Linked DNA regions of Columba livia: region 2 is linked to region 1. A link is a contact called in public Hi-C data. All regions are on one chromosome and are shown on one strand. The core of a region is the stretch at or near the end of the contact, and the rest is flanking DNA. Distances in the headings are between cores, read along the strand shown. Region 1 holds the start of SH3PXD2B (SH3 and PX domains 2B). Region 2 overlaps SH3PXD2B (SH3 and PX domains 2B).

Region 1 (3,313 bases), core at 776-3,275:
CCTTAGCTTGGCAGTTTCCTTGATAAATCACCAAGGTGCAGTAGAGCCCAAGCCAGGCTGTACATCCTCCCATCAGGTCAGCAGGCTCTGCTCCTCTCAACAGCTCTCATCAAACTTATTAATTAAACACAGCAGCCATTGTTTCCAACCTCTGCTGTTTCCTGGGTGCTCTCAGGCTGCAGCCAGTGCCTGGTGCTGTTGAGGTCCAAACGTGACAGAGTCATTCCAGCAGGTTACAGTGCTGCGGCAGGGATGCTGATGCTTAAGTACTTCTGATTGATTTCTGTGCAGTTGCCTGGCTCCCTGCCAGCGTTTGCAGGCCTGGAGTGGGTTTACACTGGAAGACATAGATAAAGTAACCCCCTGTGTGTAACAAGCTGGTTGTCTGGTGCACATGATTTATAGCAGAGATAAAGAAATGGACCGGCAGCCCTGCAGCATGTGCTGCGGGGCTGCATCTGTGGCACTACACAGAAAGGAGCTGGAAGGGTGACAGCAGGAAACCAGGGTCTGGTTCCTGGAGAAGGTAGGTGAGCCCATTCATATATTCTCCTTTTCCTTTCCATGGCACGCATCTCCATGTGGGAACCTTGTGGCACTGGGAAGTGGCTTATCAGCAAGGGAATACCTAAAGGTTTCATGTACCCCTGAGAAGGGGAGGTGGGCACAAAGCTTCCTGCAGCAAAGCACCATCTGTGTCCCTCCAGGCTGCTTCAAGCTCAAGAGTGAGGTGCCCTTCACAGTGTCACCACAGGGTGTTCATCCTGTCCCTTGTGTGTTCCCAGCTGTGGCTGCAGGGCCAGGATTAAAGGGGAGGGGGAGGCTGGCATGAAGGTTGCTGATGGAGGTGCAGAGCAGCACGGTGCTGCACAGCGGCTGGGATGGCCTGGTGGGAGGGACAGCAGGGAACAGGCGTTGTGGCTGTAAGAATGGGCAGAACTTGTTCCTCCCCTCCCAAATCTACCATCTGGCTCTGTGCTAAAGTGTCTGACTGAGGAGGGACGGCAAGAGCCAGGGCAGAGAGGGGAGTGATGTGCAACTGGTCCATTAGTGAACCAGCCCTGTGGTGGCATGCCAGCAGGTGTCAGGGGGTCACAGGTGGTGTGGTGTCCCCTTCAGACAACCTAGCATCCTTCCTGCAGCTGACTCCGCAGGGCCACTGTGGTCCTGGGCTTAGCTGAGGGGGAGGAAGATGAAGATGAGCCCTTTGCAAGGACAGGGGGGCCAATGAAGCCCTGGCAGCCTGCCTGTGCCTCCATTAATCCTCTGGGGTGGTTGTAGCAAAGTTAACAGTAAACAAAGGACCCATGTTTAAGGAGCTGCTAAAGAGTGAGATGAGTTGTTTATGATTAAATTAAATTCATGTGAAAGCTAATGACCTGCCAGTGTGAGCCTTGGGTAACTTTATAATGTAATTAACAGCCCACGGGGGAAGCAAGCTGTGCTAATGCCACATGTTGAGGAGCTGCTGGGAACACGGAGGCCGTGGGTGGCATTGATGTGGAGATGTGCCCAGCTGCTGCCTTGTCTGCCCTGCTGCATGGAGGGCAGAGCTGGGGACAGGAGGGGACGGGCTGCCAGGAAGGAGAGCTGGAGTGCGATGGCTCAGCTCCCAGGGGTATCCGGCTTGTCCTGGGTAAGACAGTTCTGCTGATCTGACCATACCAACAGCCAACTAAACTGCTGATTTCTGCTCAGTTCGTTTCCCGGATCCTTAGGGTTGTGGCTGTTGGTGATCAAGTCAACACCACCGTGGGAACCGTTGTTATGGGACAAGAGTGAGGAGACGAATCAGGGAGCCCAGGCACAGCCCCCTGACGCCAAGCAAGATGTGCAAGCCCAGATCCTCCCCGGCCCCGCAGCCACCTCCCCGCAAGGGCAAACAGCCCTCCCAAGAACTCTGCCCTCCCCGAGGCACAGCCGAGGCGCCTTCCCCCTCCATGGTGGGCTGGGGGGACCGCGGGGCGGGACACCCCTTGTCAGCGGCCGCGCGTGGAGCGGACACGCGTGGGGCGGGTGGTGCCGGTCGCCCCTTTAAGCGGGCGGTGGCGGGGCCGCCCCGCCGGCCGGGATAGGCCGGGGCGGGCCGGGGCCGCCTCCCGCCCCCGGCAGCGGGCGGGCGGCTCGGCTGGGCTCGGCGCGGCGCTGCAGGCTCCGGTCCCGGCTGCCTGCGCCAGTGCCTCCCCCTGCGCCTCCGCCGCTCCCCGCTTCGCCGCTGGCGCCGGGCTGCGAGGGGCAGAGGCATGCCCAGGCGGAGCATCGCGGAGGTGAAGGTGCTGGACGTGCAGAAACGGCGCATCCCCAACAAGCACTATGTGAGTGGCGCGGCTCAGCTCGGCTCGGGGCGCTCCGCTCCGCCGCGCCCGGCCCTGGGCAAACAAAGGCCGGGCGCTGCCGGCCCACGGGCGGCCCCGCTGCCCCACGGCTGGCCCGGAGGCGGCCGCGGAGCCCCGGGACGGGAGGGAAGAGAAGGGCAGCGCTGCCGGATTTGTCGCTTCCACCCCCGGCGTCTCCCCGTGGGGATCACCCGGTTCTCCCCTGCCGGCGGGGGGAGGCGCTGCCTCTTCCTCCCGAAACCCCTGGTCCCGGGGGGGACGGGCAGGGAGAGCGCCGGTGGTGACCCCGTGCGGGACCCGCCGGGAGTGGCTGCGGGTGGGTTTCTGCTGGAGGGGCTCCGAGAGCAGCTCAGGGAGGAGGAGGCACCGCCAGGAAGTGCCTTTGCTTTCGTGAGGGAGCAGTGTTTGGCGGAGGGGCTCTGAAACCTGTTGGCTGCAGCGTCCCGGGCGAGGGAGGGACCACCCGGGTGGTTCATTCTGTGCCTGGGACGGTGCTGCTGTCCCTGTGAGGTGTTCCCGTGTCCCCTGCACTCCTTCTGTATGAGCTGCACAGGGAGCGTGTTCCTGCATGGTCCGGGGCATCTTCCAAACAGTTGTGGGGTTTTGTATTTTTGAAGAGGTTGGCTTTTTTTTTAAATTATTATCATTTGAACTTTGGTATGCTTCCAGCATCTGTGGAGACCTTGTGAATGAATCCTGGCAACAACTGTAAAACAAAGACAAGAATGTTTTCCCCACCCTGTTTGCCTTAGACTGGGGTGACCCAGTGACACGCTGTTTGTGGTAGTTTGGGTTGTGAGGTTGTGGTGTTCACTCTGGCCGGAGAATGTTGTGTTGGTGGAGCCGAGCACCCTGAGCTCTTGGGAGATCAGGGCCTTCTCTGGGTCAACCTGGCTGGTTTGTGGCAGTGAGCAACAGCTGAAGGAAAGGAGAGGACAGGCCAGCTCTAGCCGAGGATGGAGGAGAAGGTAAAGGGG
Region 2 (3,234 bases), core at 644-3,143, 52 kb after region 1:
TGCCAGCTTGTTTCCCGTGTGGGCTGATGGAAAGGTCCTGCTGAGAGCTGTCGTGCTCACAGCCATCAGCGGGTGAAAGATTTCTGTTTGGTCCAAAGCGCCAGAAGAGGATGCTGGAGAGAAGCATGTTTCCATCATTGCAACGGGGAGCAAATCTACTCCTTTCCCTTGTTTCCATAAATGAGAAGTGCAAACTCGTAGCCAGTGTCTTCCAGAAGCAAGTCTCTTCTCCTCCTGCTTCCCCATAGCTTTTTGTGCGCTTGCCTTTCTTTGTCGTTGGGCTGTGCCAGGAGCAGAAGTTTTCTTTGTCACCCTTGTGTGGTGTTTGGGGGGTAATAGGGACGTGAAGTTGTGGGCCAGATGACAGGGGATTTAATAGATAAAGGGGAGGCTCGCATTCCTGATGGAGTAGCTGCCCCTTCTAGGAAGCCATTCCAGGAGCTTTTGCTGGTAAACTAGAGATCCCTGAGTTGATGGATGTTGGTTTGGATAAGGACGCTTGTGGCTTTTGAGCCACGTCCTGCTATCCAGACAAATGGCAGCTTGTATAATGACTTGTTTGTTTTGCAGTTCTCCTCGTCCCTACATGCAGATGCACCAGGAGCCTGGGCCAGATCTCAGCTCCAAAGTAGTGATCTCCCTCCCTCTTGACTGATAGCTGTCTTTCCTGGGTGACAGCAGGTTAGAAGCATCACAGGGCTTGAAGCCAATCTCCAAAAATACACTTTGTGCCAGCGCAAGATCTTTACGTGGACAGTGTATTTGATTTTCTGCGCTAACGGGGAAGCTTTCTGAAACCAAAGGTTCAGCTTGGGCGACTCCCCAGTGGTGAAACACAGGGGTAGCACCGGCACTGCCGTGCGGGGGACAGGGGCTCCATTCAGCGCTCGGTGGAGCATTTGCGAACCATCAGTTCTCCCAAACAAGAACTCTGTTGTACCCCAGTTCTCAGTATGTCTCATCTGCATAAACTTTGCTAAAACCTCTAACATCTCCAAGCTCGCTGAATACTTAGAAGATAAACTACCTCCTCATAGCTATTTTGAAGGCATTACTGTATTACAGAAGGATATTTTTTTACAAGAGCAAAGTTTTTTTGTGTGGGAGGTGTTTTCTTGGAATGGTGACCTCAGATCCATCTCATCTTGTGTGTTGATTGTGGCTCCTGTGTGGCTGGCTCTGCAGCTGCTGGACTTGTCTTCCTTTTGCTGGTGCTTCACTGTCCCTCTCTTGCTTCATGTAAGTCCATTAAGACTTTCAGTGTCCACAGTATCCTACAGTGAGGAGTTCAACAGCTCACCTACATGTTGCTGAAGAACAGCCAGTCTCTGTTTGTTCTCTTAGCTTTGCCTCAAGCCCTTGTCACAGGCTTGTTCTCCCATCTCCTTCCCATCACTGCATCCAGAGGGATGCTGTCTGATACACTAGAGAAGATGCTTGAGAAACCTGATTCTCTTTTCCTAAAAGAAAAAGTTCCGTGGGGAGTGTTAATTAGTGCTAGGAGTTCTCCATGTGTAAGAGTTTCCTTTCAGGATTGCACTGGGTTATTGAAGGATGGTGAACTGAGGCCGCTGCACCTTGAGACTGTGCTCTAAGTGACACTCTGGTCACACAGGAGCTTTTATCTTCAGTGTTGCTGACCAGGAGCTGGGAAAGTCCTGAGAAGCAGCTGGAGAACGGGTCCTGGGTTTTACCGCCTGGGAAGCTTTGTGGGGCTGGTTGGCGGCACGCAGTCACAGCTGTGGATCGGTGCTTTGTAACTGTGCTGTGACTGCCTGGTTCATGTGCACGGCCTGGCCGTTGCAGAGGTGGGAGCTAAATGAGTTTCACAGTGGAAGGCAGAGTGGCCTTTTCTTCTTCTCCTCCTCTGGAGCCACCGGTTTCCAGGAGGCTGTGCATGCAGGCTCTGCTGCGTGCTTTTCTCTGCTCCATGGGGAATGGAGGAGGAGGAGATGCTGCCGGGAGTTTATTGCTGTTTCCTGTCTTGTCTGAGCTCTCGTCCCCTCTGAGGCAGTGGGCTGGTGCAGCTGGTCTTCAGACCTGCAGCTCTTTGTGTCTGTGCCAGCAGCAAAGTGAAATTGCAGGTCTTTCCTTGCCCCCTCACTCAGACCGAGGAGCGGTGAAAGGAAACAGGAGGATGAGTTACAGTAATGGGTTTAGCAGATGGCAGGGGGAAAAGAACAGTTATTTCCATCAGCACCCTCCTGTCAGCACGAGGGTGCCATGCCCAGCTTGCTCATCTGGCCTTGCTTCACCTCACTTCCCCACCGCACCGCTGAGCGGGGGTAAATTGGATGGGGCATATTGATAAATTCTGATTTAGCTCAGCTGTGCAGTCTCTGCTTAGAAATGTCTTTGGGTTGTTCTGTCTAGTAGATTCCTTCATTGTTCTCTGCATCTGGGAGATGGTGTTCAGGTCTTTGCACAGTGCTGTGGTTTCTGAACTTAACAGATAGTCCCCAGTTTCTAGATAACAATGTCCCATTTGTTTCTAGTCCATCTTTCTTGCATTTTATTTAATTTTATTGATAACTGCGTGGATGAGTACCACAGGTTTAAGGTGCAAAGAGAGGGAGGCACCAGGAGGTTCAGGCATTAGGAACAGAATGTGTTGCCAGGGTGGTGGGCAGAGTCACCCATCGCTCCAGGGGAATACAATGTCTGCAGTCATTATGGTCTGAAAACACAGATAAGCTTGAAAGAGAACAAAGAGCAGCCCAGCTCTGGCTGGCTTTCTTGCCGAGCATGGAGGGATTTCTTTACTTGGCCTGAAAACAAAGCTGGGAGAGGGGAAAGGGAAAGGTTGTTTTGCCAGTGGACTTGATAAGCAGATGAAGGGGCTCCTGAGGTCCATCTGGGCTGATCCAAGTAGCAGCCAGCAGCTCTGCAGCCTCAGGAAAGTCCCCTTACCGTGAGGTGAATGTTTTGCTCCTTGGAAGCTCCAGAGCCTGCTTTGTGCTTGTTATTCTTGCTGGAGGTGACAAGGATCAATGCGTATCTTCTGGCACCAGAATATTTCATCTTGGCCAGTTGGTCTTGATCTGTCATGTGTGTGAGCATGAGGAGCGGGCAAAGCTCCTCGGGAAGTGACCATGGCACAGGTTTCCACCACCCTGTGCTGCAGCAGCGTTGCAAGGCCACAGTGGAGCATTACGTTAAAGTGTTGAGAGCCCTTTTGCGACAACATGGGCCGCTGTGGTTGGGCTGGGAATGGGTTTGGTGCATTTGTTTGGT

Evidence for each region. A called contact is a pair of places that touch in the nucleus more often than the background predicts.
Region 2: a contact with region 1 is called in a Hi-C map of crop, with 4 times the contacts expected there. The contact joins the enhancer-like site here to the promoter of SH3PXD2B in region 1. A contact is called at or near these places in 2 of 2 Hi-C or Micro-C datasets (crop and liver).

Annotation. Positions count from the first base shown.
Region 1 is chr14:2,440,236-2,443,548 of bColLiv1.pat.W.v2, forward strand. SH3PXD2B (SH3 and PX domains 2B) reads left to right here and starts at 2,026. Exons shown (of 16, transcript XM_065029511.1): 1 at 2,026-2,315. The coding sequence starts at 2,244.
Region 2 is chr14:2,492,693-2,495,926 of bColLiv1.pat.W.v2, forward strand. The region is part of intron 5 of SH3PXD2B (SH3 and PX domains 2B); the gene reads left to right. Among named protein-coding and RNA genes, the nearest start is that of SH3PXD2B, 52 kb to the left of the region's middle. Within about 2 kb of position 1,894, at least 1 of the 3 cell types and tissues checked has an H3K27ac peak away from gene starts, as active enhancers do.